3 separate regions of the Pan troglodytes genome follow, and all the other regions are linked to region 1. The links are chromatin contacts, called in public HiChIP or PLAC-seq maps. All regions are on one chromosome and are shown on one strand. Each heading gives the region's core, a stretch centred on a gene start, on an enhancer-like site or on the middle of the called end of the contact. The rest is flanking DNA. Distances are from core to core; before and after follow the strand shown. Region 1 holds the start of UBAC1 (UBA domain containing 1). Region 2 holds the start of TMEM250 (transmembrane protein 250). Region 3 holds the start of NACC2 (NACC family member 2).

Evidence for each region. HiChIP or PLAC-seq counts read pairs in DNA pulled down with a chosen protein or histone mark.
Region 2: a contact with region 1 is called in an H3K4me3 HiChIP or PLAC-seq map of stem cell-derived excitatory neurons, with 5 times the contacts expected there. The contact joins the promoter of TMEM250 here to the promoter of UBAC1 in region 1. A contact is called at or near these places in 5 of 7 Hi-C or Micro-C datasets (blood, induced pluripotent stem cells, a lymphoblastoid cell line and 1 more), 1 of 1 datasets of contacts at active chromatin or transcription factors (stem cell-derived excitatory neurons) and 1 of 1 other capture datasets (stem cell-derived neural stem cells).
Region 3: an H3K4me3 HiChIP or PLAC-seq map of stem cell-derived excitatory neurons shows a contact between it and region 1, with 5 times the contacts expected there. The contact joins the promoter of NACC2 here to the promoter of UBAC1 in region 1. A contact is called at or near these places in 1 of 7 Hi-C or Micro-C datasets (induced pluripotent stem cells) and 1 of 1 datasets of contacts at active chromatin or transcription factors (stem cell-derived excitatory neurons).

What each region holds. Positions count from the first base shown.
Region 1 is chr11:2,477,247-2,480,209 of NHGRI_mPanTro3-v2.0_pri, reverse strand. It overlaps UBAC1 (UBA domain containing 1), which reads right to left and starts at 1,440. Exons shown (of 10, transcript XM_016962079.4): 1 at 1,075-1,440. The coding sequence starts at 1,212.
Region 2 is chr11:2,318,531-2,321,493 of NHGRI_mPanTro3-v2.0_pri, reverse strand. TMEM250 (transmembrane protein 250) reads right to left here and starts at 1,445. Exons shown (of 4, transcript XR_008537207.2): 1 at 985-1,445.
Region 3 is chr11:2,341,836-2,344,798 of NHGRI_mPanTro3-v2.0_pri, reverse strand. NACC2 (NACC family member 2) reads right to left here and starts at 1,437. Exons shown (of 6, transcript XM_016962081.4): 1 at 1,299-1,437.

The sequences.
Region 1 (2,963 bases), core at 191-2,690:
AGCTTGCCTCTGACAGTTCCAGAACTCCACAGAACCATGCTCACAAAAGCAACTCGAAAGTACTGTATGCGAGCAGCTACTATGGTAAGAACTGAAGTTTATCCTTAGAGACCACACTTAGCTCAAGTCTAACGCACTCAACCTGTCAACACAGATACGTCGTAACTTATCACATGGAGTCGCCACTAGAAAACTGCAGCCTCCTTCAACCTAAATTCTGCCAAGCCCTCAGATCATGTCAGGTATAGACAGGAGGTCAGTCTGACACACAGACAGGCTTCTTAGCTGACCTTACTGAGTCCTTTAGAGACTCGAGAACTAGTTCCAAAAATCAGCAACCTAAGGAACTAAACACACAGGAGTATTTCAGGTGAATAAACTTTAAAAAGTGTCTCCGCGAGGAGACCCTACTCCTGGGCCTTCTCTCTTGACCAATTTTACCTCTGCAGAAAAGCAGGGGCGCAGGGCCTTGTCCCGCAGCGGCACTATTTCAGGGACTCCAGCTAAAAGGCACAGTGGCCTGGGGCCAGCCAGGAAAAGAGCTCCAAGCAGCCGGCTCTGCGGGAAAGGGGAAGAGGAAGGAGAAGGGGCCTCTTAATGAAGGAGCCTACGTTAATTCTCGGCTCTCAAAGATGCTGCTGAAAAAAACCTCACCCCAACAGCAAAAAGGTACAACTGCCGGAAAGTCATGAGGCCCTGCTCCGTCGGCGACTTCACTCTCCAGGCCTCAGTTTCCCGATCTGCCCCTACCTCCCTGCGTGGCTGCAGAGTTAACCGAGAGGCTGGCGTGTACAGGGCTCGGCCGGGCGGCTGGCACGGGGCGAGTGCTTAGTGACCGGAGTCCGCCGGCCGAAAGGCCAGGCCCGGGACGAGCGTCCAGAGGTGTGGGATCCGAAAGGGGGAGAGTCGAGCAAACGGGCAGGAGGCGCTGCCTCCACCCCCGGAGGAGAGGGCCTGGGAGCTGCGGACTGGGCGGCGGACCCCAGGTCGGGGCGGTTCGGGGACTGAGGCGGGGTCCGCAGTCGGAGGGGTCCGGAGCGGGTGTTGGGGGCAGGGGAGGGGGCCCGGCCTTACGTGCTTGAGGCAGCGCTCCTTGAGCTTCTCCACCGAGGTGTCCTCGGTGGCCTCCTCCAGCCACTCGGCGCCGTCGGACGCGCAGATGTGCAGCCGCAGCACCTTGCCCGCGAAGATCTTCTCCTCCTGCACGAACATCCCGCCGCCGCCGCAGGGGCCTGCGCCCGCCACCCGGGCCCCTGAAGGTCACCGGGAAGGCGGGCGGGGAGGGGGCGGGGCCAGACCGCCCGCGCGCTCCTTCGCTGGGCCGCCGCCCCGCCCCGGCTCCCGTCGGCCGGGCCGCCGTCACTCTCCGCGGCCTCAGCGGTCGCCTCGCTCCCGCCGCCGCAGCCGCCGGGGGCGCGCCGTCGCCGCCGCACCGGAAGTGCGTCACGGGCGCGTCTGGCGCATGCCGGGAGATGTGGTTCTCGGACAGGCGCCTCGCTCCCGCCGCTGGGGGCGCGCTGTGGCCACCGCAAAGGAAGTGCGTCACGGGGCGCGCCCGGAGCATGCCGGGAGCTGTAGTTCTCTGGCAGCTTCGTTCCTCCCCGACCTGCAGGCCGTTCCCACCCGGGGCACTCACCACGTGGGACCTCATGGGTTCTAAAGGTAAAATACACGCTGGATCCCGAAGAAGTAACGGGAAAAAGGAATGTAAGGCATCTCGATAATGTTTTCATGTTGATTACATGTTGAAATAATATTTTGTATCTATTGAGTTAAGAAAAATATGTCATTAAAATTAATTTCACCTGTTTCTTTTAACCTTTTTAAGATAGAATTTTAAATTGCCTACATGGCTGCTGTGATATTTCTTTTGCACTGCACTGCTGTAGAACGGAGGCTCTCCAAAGAACTTGGCTTTAACAAGCCTAGGTCTTTCTAATTCACACGCAGATCAGAGAGTCACTGTTCCTGCGAAGCCTAGGTTTGCGGGGCACCCAGAGGGGAGGGAAGCCGCCCTTGGTGCAGGTGGTGCCAGGCAGACTCATTTTCTGTGGGGTGTGACAAAGAGTCTTTGCTTGGCCAAACTTAAGCAGGCTCCTGAACCTTCTACATCATCTGTACACTTCCTTGTAAAATCCAGTTTTAGCGAAGAGCCTTGATAAGTGAGTTTAGCAAGAACTCCCAGCCTCAATATCAGATCACCCTGGACGTCCGGTCAGGTTCCTCGTCCCCCAGGTGCTGTCTGATATCTCCAGCCTCTCTTCAGCAAGAACCCTGTCAGGTCGGTTTAGCCAGAACCGCCCACATCCCTGATGTTTTCTCCTATTAATTTTCCATTCACTGACCCCACCCACTTGCCCTTGCTGTATTGGGAGTTGAGCCTGACCTCTCTCCCCACTGCAAGCCCCCTTGGCAGTGGTCTCTGTACCTAGCTCAACAGTCCTGAATAACGTCTTACTTACCATGCTCCTAAATATGAATTTTGTAGTTCAGGTTAGACCTGACACATTGACTGATCTGTACTCATTCATCCCATTCATTTAAAAAAACTTTACTGCGCAGAGATGAATAAGGCACAGTTCCCGTTCTCAGAGGTTAGCAATCTAACCGGGGAGGCTGTCTCTGCCTCTTGCCTGCAGGCTTTTATTCTGTCCACACCATTTTGCACACACATCCTCATTTTTCTCCTGTGATCATTCCAACCTCGTCCAGATTCCATGTGTCCAGTTCAGCACTTACTAATTGCCTCTCACAAGTGGGAGCCTCTGCTACTCAACGAAAATATGGTAGTGATTAAGACCAGACACCAGGATACAGTCCTGGAATGCGGCATTTTTAACGCAGGAGGCAGAAGTACCGACTGTTAGAGACCGTAGTGGAGGTGGTGGTAGTATCGTGGAAGCTGGTGGAGGAGGAAGGGGAGGAACACCAAGGTGGTGAGTGGAGAGTGGGGGAAGCTAGAG
Region 2 (2,963 bases), core at 196-2,695, 160 kb after region 1:
GGACTCCAGGGCTCGCAGGTGAACCGAAAACGAGCCCGGCGGGAGCAGGTGACTCCAGCAACCTGCTGGGTGCCAGATGGACGGCTCGGGGGCCGTGGGGTCACCTTGCTGGGCCTGAACCCTGGCACTGTCCTTCCCTAGCAGTGACTTTGGGCAGGTCACCTGACCCCAAGACGGCTCCTGCTCTGTCCAATGGGGGTGCCAATAGCACTGCCCTTGTGGGTAGCTGTGGGAGGGAAGGGGCTGGGCCTAGCGTGCACAGTGGGGTCGGCCCGGGGCCTGGCAGCGGCCCTTACAGACTGGGCTGCAAAGAGCAGACGCGGCATTTGGCTCTCCAGCTTCACCTAGTAAAGGCCGTTTATACCTTGCCTAAATTATCTGTAGACGGAGTGAACTCAAAGGTCAGGAAATAAAATCTGAGCAGTAAAGTTGGTAACATTACAGGGGACTGTTGCCAAGAGCTTCGCCTGCCTTCAGATTCAGCCTGGGGCCCTGCCGTGGGGACCTGGCCGGGGCGGAGGAGGGAGGGGCCGGGGCCGCCTGACCCTCCCGTGCCCGCAGGGGCCCGGCCTCGCCCTCTCCCTCCGCCCGGCTCCTCCACGGGGTGCAGGGGCCAGAGCGGCCCTATTTAAGGCCGGCCTCGGCCCGGAGCTCGCCCCGGCCGGGACCCCAGCCATGGCGGTGCCACTCAAACGCGACTCGGCGGAGCTGTGTCCCCGCAGGGTCTCGCGGCCCGCGGCTCCATCCGGGTCCCTGCCTTTCTGCAGACGCCCGCTCGGCCCGGCCCATGGACCCAGGACTGTTTCCTCGGGGCCGCAGAGACGCGACGGGCCCCGGCCAACTCCGCGTGAGCACCGGGCCTGCGCCGCGCCGCGCCGGGCCCCCTGGCTGCAGAGCCCCTGCCGGAGCTACTTCCGGGTCCCGCGCCGCGCGTTGCCCTGGAGACGGCCCCCGCCTAGGCCGGGTCCCCCCCCCGCAGCTCACCTGGTGCCCTCTCCGCGGCGGCGCCGGCGTCCCGGACCTCGGGGCCGGCCGGCGGTGCTAGGGGCCGGGCCTGCGGGTGCCCCTGTCCCTCGGGGCTCCGTGCGCAGGGCGGCCGCATGGTGCTGGGGCGCGCGGCTGGGGGTGCTGGCAGGGCGGCTGAGGGCGTGGTTCACGCGTCCCCGGCTGGGGTCGCCCTGCAGGTGAAGGGGCTCCCGGGCGCTGCCGCCGGAGGCGTTTGGCCTAGCGTGGGAGCCGTAGCGCCGTCCCTCGACGGCCACCGTAGGGCGGCCTCACGCCCCCCCTCCACCCGCGCCGACCGAGCCGCACTTCCCTTCCCCCTGCTCCGGGCCCGCGCTGGGCGTCCCGGACTCGTCGCTTCCCGAGGGCGTGCGTGCGTGCGTGCGTGCGCACGCTGCGAGCAGTCCGTAGCGTTCCCTCCCCCGAACGCCCTCGGTGCCGCGCCTGGTCTTCTGCGCCTGCGCTTGCCGTTCCTGGGCCGCGCCTCCGCGCACGCGCTACCGCATCCCTTGGAGAGGCAGTGCGCAGGCGCGCTTCCGTGGAGCAGTCCTTTGGCCCCAGCAGAGGGCTTGACCGTGGTCCTGGCCCCAGACTGAGGTGTCTGCGACCCGGCGGGCTGCTGCCGTCGCTGGGGTGGGGCCGGGCCCCGGAGGAAGCCGCTTTCCCGGCGGGGGTGGGCGGCCCAGGGACCGGGAGCAGGTCTGGTCCTCGCGGGGCCGTGTGCGAAGGCCTCCTGCGCGGCCCGGGCCTGGGGCTGGGAGGACAGGGCGGCGGCGGGAATGGGGGCGCCCCCCTGGCTCCAGGAGGGCGGGGAAGGGTGGGGGCGGCTGACACCACGCGGACCCGGGCGGCACGGAGCGGGTGTGTAGCTGCGAGGCCCGGTGGGCCGGCGGCGACGTCGGCAGCCGAAGTAGGGACAGCTCCGGAGCACGAGCAGGCCCAGCAGCAGCCCCAGGGCCGCCCCCCGCCCCCCACCCCAGTGAAGGAAGGGGACTTGTGTTAGTGTCCTCACGCCTGATTCGTACAGGCTGGTGGTTGTCCTGGGGGTTTCCAGCGAGGAATGTGTTGGGGAGCGCTCCTGGGTGTGGCTGCTGGGTAGGAGGGGAAGGCAGGGTCAGCAGCCCCTGGGGCGACCGTAAAGTGGGTGGCCCTTCAAATTCAAGGCACTAGAACAAGGGGGCTGGGCCCTCCTGCCCACCAGGCCCGTCATTGGCTGCAGGCCTCCCGGGACGGCGAGCTGGCTCCTGGGCCCACGTCCTTTGGACCAGGGCCGCCTTGAGGGCTGGCACAGCTACCTTCTCCACTGTGGCCCCATCCCCGCCACAGGAGAGAGAGCCGCCTTTACCCGACATGAGCAGGAGTTCGAGGAACATCTGGACGAGCAAAGGCCACCAGGAGGTAGCACAGCAAAAAAGGCCAAGAGCCTGTTTTCTTTACCGATGGCTGGCGGCAAATATTCCGAAAGAAACGTGTCAGGCAAGAAGCGCTAGTTCACGCCTGTCTTTCCACAGCTTTGGGAGGCCAAGGCAGGGGGATCACTTGCCCCAGAAGTTTGAGACCAGCCTGGGCAACATAGTGAGGCCCCTGTCTCTACAAAAAACTTAAAATCAATAAACAGGTCTCCTTCCTTCCTCAATAGCCCTGTTGGTGGCTCACCTCTCTGCCTCTCCAGATGTGAGGCAGATCCACACGTTTAGCTACTGAGATAAGGCTGGGCGTGGTGGCTCACATCTGTCATTCCGGCCTCAGATCTCTTGTGCCCAGGAGTTTTAAGACTAGCCTGGGCGACCTGGCTGGCAACATGGCCTCCACAAAAATAAATAAAACATTTTAAATATATAAACATTGAGATAATAGCATCTTGATGCCTGTCTTCATTTTTTGTCTTCTGTTTTAAGGACTATTAGAGACAAACTAACCAAAGATAATTCTCCCCTCCCACGTGGCTCATGCTGGGACGC
Region 3 (2,963 bases), core at 188-2,687, 140 kb after region 1:
CAGGCTAAAACACCCTGCAGAATGCTGAGCTGAGTGTCCCACTGGAGAACAGGAGGGAAGGAGGTCAGGAGCCTGCCAGACGAAAAGAGGGGTGGGTGAGAAGAAGGGGCGCCCTGGAGGGCCACGGACTCTGGCAGGAGAGTGCGGCCGCGCTGGCGGGCGGGAACACCAAGGTGCACGCGCTCCCGGAGGCAGCTCCACGGGATGGGAGTCCGGGCTGCCTTGGGCACCCCCGGGTCAGCACCCCCGCCACACACAGGAAGGAACGCGCAGCAGAGAACACAGCTCAGGGCACCCAGCGGCCCAGGGAGACGGGCCCACCAGCACGTGGGTGAAACACCTCCAATCCGGAGGCCCCGCGCGGGGGTTGGGGGAGGGAGTGGAACGGCCTGGGAGGCCAACTCCAGGGACCGGGCCTCGCGGCCTTCAGACCCACAGGTTTAAGCGGCTCCACGACGAGAGTCCAAGACCAAACTTCCCCCAGAGCCTGGCAGAGGGGCTGGGAGGTGACCTCTGACCTCCGACCCCACACGATCCCAGCAAGAGAAGCAGGAAACTCCGTCGGAAGGCCTCGGTCCGCCCTGGCCGTGCGGGGTGCGCGGCGGGCTCCGCTGAGTTTCTTAGAGAAGGGGCTGGGGCCCCCGACCTCAGCTCCGCAGAGGCACAGAAGCTGGCAAGAGGCAGAGCCCCCTCCCCCTGCGGCCGGACCCCAGTTTCTCCCCAGGCTGGGGCCCGCGTGGGGGAGGAGCGGGAGGCGGTGACGACCCACGAACGGGCCCACCTGGACCGGGAGGGCGAGGCGCGGGCCCGGCAGGGCCAGGCAGCTGCGCAGATGCGCCGGGAGGGGTGGGTCCCTCCGCCCTGGCCCCGGGCCAGTCCTGCCCGGGCTTCCCCACCCGGAGGGCTGGATCGGCCAGTCGGGTCCCTGGGGAGGCCGCGCGGGTCCCCAGAAATCCAGGGAAACCCAGCAGGCGGCGGGGAGCGCCCCGGGACGCCCGGAGCCGGGGTCTCCCCGAACGCGCGGCGCGGCGTCCCGGCCCGGGGTCGCGGGCGCCTCCGCCGGGACCCCCCGTCCCCGCCCGGCTCCCCTCCGCGGGCTCCCGAGGCCGGTTCCCGCGCGCACGCCCGGGCCGGCGCGGAACTCGGCCGCACCCGCCCCGCGCGGCCGGCACTGCGGCAGGGGGCCCGCGCCAAGTTGGGCGGCCGCGGAGTTTGCGGGAAGTGCGGGCCCGGCCCGCGGGACGACCCCGCCCGGCGGCGTAACCCGGGGGCGGCCGCGCGCGCCAAGTTGGCGGTACCTGCGGGCGCCCGGCCCGGTCCGGCCTGGGCAGCTGCGGCGCGCCGCCCGCGGCAGGAAGTGCTTGGCGTCCCGGCGCTCCGGCTCCCATGGACTTTCTCCGACCTCGCCCAGCACCGGCGGCCGCACCGCGGCGGGGGCGGGGCGGCGGCGGGGGAGGCGCCCGCGGGCCGTTAAAGGGACAGCGCGCCGGCCGCGCGCGCGCGCACTGGCAGCCAGGTGGGCTCCCGGGGTCGGGGCTGGGGTCCGGGGTCCGGGAGGGTCCCCAGTGGGGGCCGGCGGGGCGTGGGGAACCCCGAGCGCGGGGGAGGGGAGGCGGCAGCTCCTCGCCCCTCGCGCGTCGTCCTTCCGGAGCTGCCGGCGGTCTACCCTGCGCGGGACACCCGGCGGGAGCCGGACGCCGCGGCGCAGAGGACGGGGATCGGCGGCCGGGCCGGGAAAAGACCTGGAGCGCCGCCCTCCGCCCTCCGCCCTCCCCGGGCCCCGGCCTCGGCCGGACTCGCTAAGCCCGGGAGAGCCCCCGGGCCCCCATACCCCGCCCCCGGGCCTCCCTACCCCGCCTACGGCGCGCGCCCTGCCCGCGGCGGCCGCGGCCGCACGGTGCAGCCTCCGGGATCCGGGCGGGGGAAGTGCGCGCATCCGCAGCCGCCCTGGACGCTCAGGCGGGCCGTGAAAGACGCGGGTACAGGAGCGCCCTTGGGCGAACATCTGCGGGGCTCCGGCGCCCGTCCCTGCGGCCCGGGAACTGCAAGCTGCCTGGACTGGGCCTGGTGCTGCCTTCAGGCCTGGTGTGATCCGGGCGCACTGGGGCGTTGACAGTCATTCCGGCACCGGCCACGCAGCTCTCCATCTGCCCAAGGCCACGCTCCTGAGGACAGAGGTGCAGTTTTAAAACAAGGGCACGGAAATAAAACCGGCCACACACCCGAAAGGACCCAGAGACCCCTCCTCAGCTGCCCCCTAACCTGGGGCCTGAGGTCAGGACAGGCTGCAGTGGTCCTCAGAGGCTAAGCCAGCCTCACTCCCACAGCACGCTCAAGGGTCCTTGCAGGAGAATGGAGTGATACCACCTCAGTGGTCCCGAGCGAGGGCGCTGGGAGAAGGGTTGAGAAGGAGATGGCCACCAGCATCCCAGAGAACGCCCTTGGGGCTCTGGGGATCAGAAACCCCTCCTGGCACAGTCAGCCAAGGTCATTCCCTGGACAAATCATCAGAAGCTTGGCCAGGTTCTTGTCACCCCAACCTCAAGCTAGGCCCTTGATCTTGGCCACAGACTGGCCCTTGACCCCAACTTTAGGTTCTACTCAGCTCTGCGTCCAGAACACACACACACACACACATACAGCTCACTGCCTGGCTTGCCTTCTATGGGGGTGAGTATGGAACCCCGCAGGGACTCTGGGCTCTCCCCACAGAGTCCCATCTAGACCTAAATGCAGTCCCAGGTCCCACACCCCAACCCCCCTCCCCCCACCACTGCCACTTCCAAACCCGCCCCGCAGTCTACTGTGGGAAGGAGGTGGGGTAGGAGGGTTCTGAGTGCCTCCCACACCCAAGGCATGAGCTCAGCAGCCTCAGGGTTCCGGTGGTTCCTAAGCCTGACTTTACAATCTCTGCAGGATCTCTCAGTGAGCATAGCTACCCCAAGCCCCTGAGAATCGTGAAT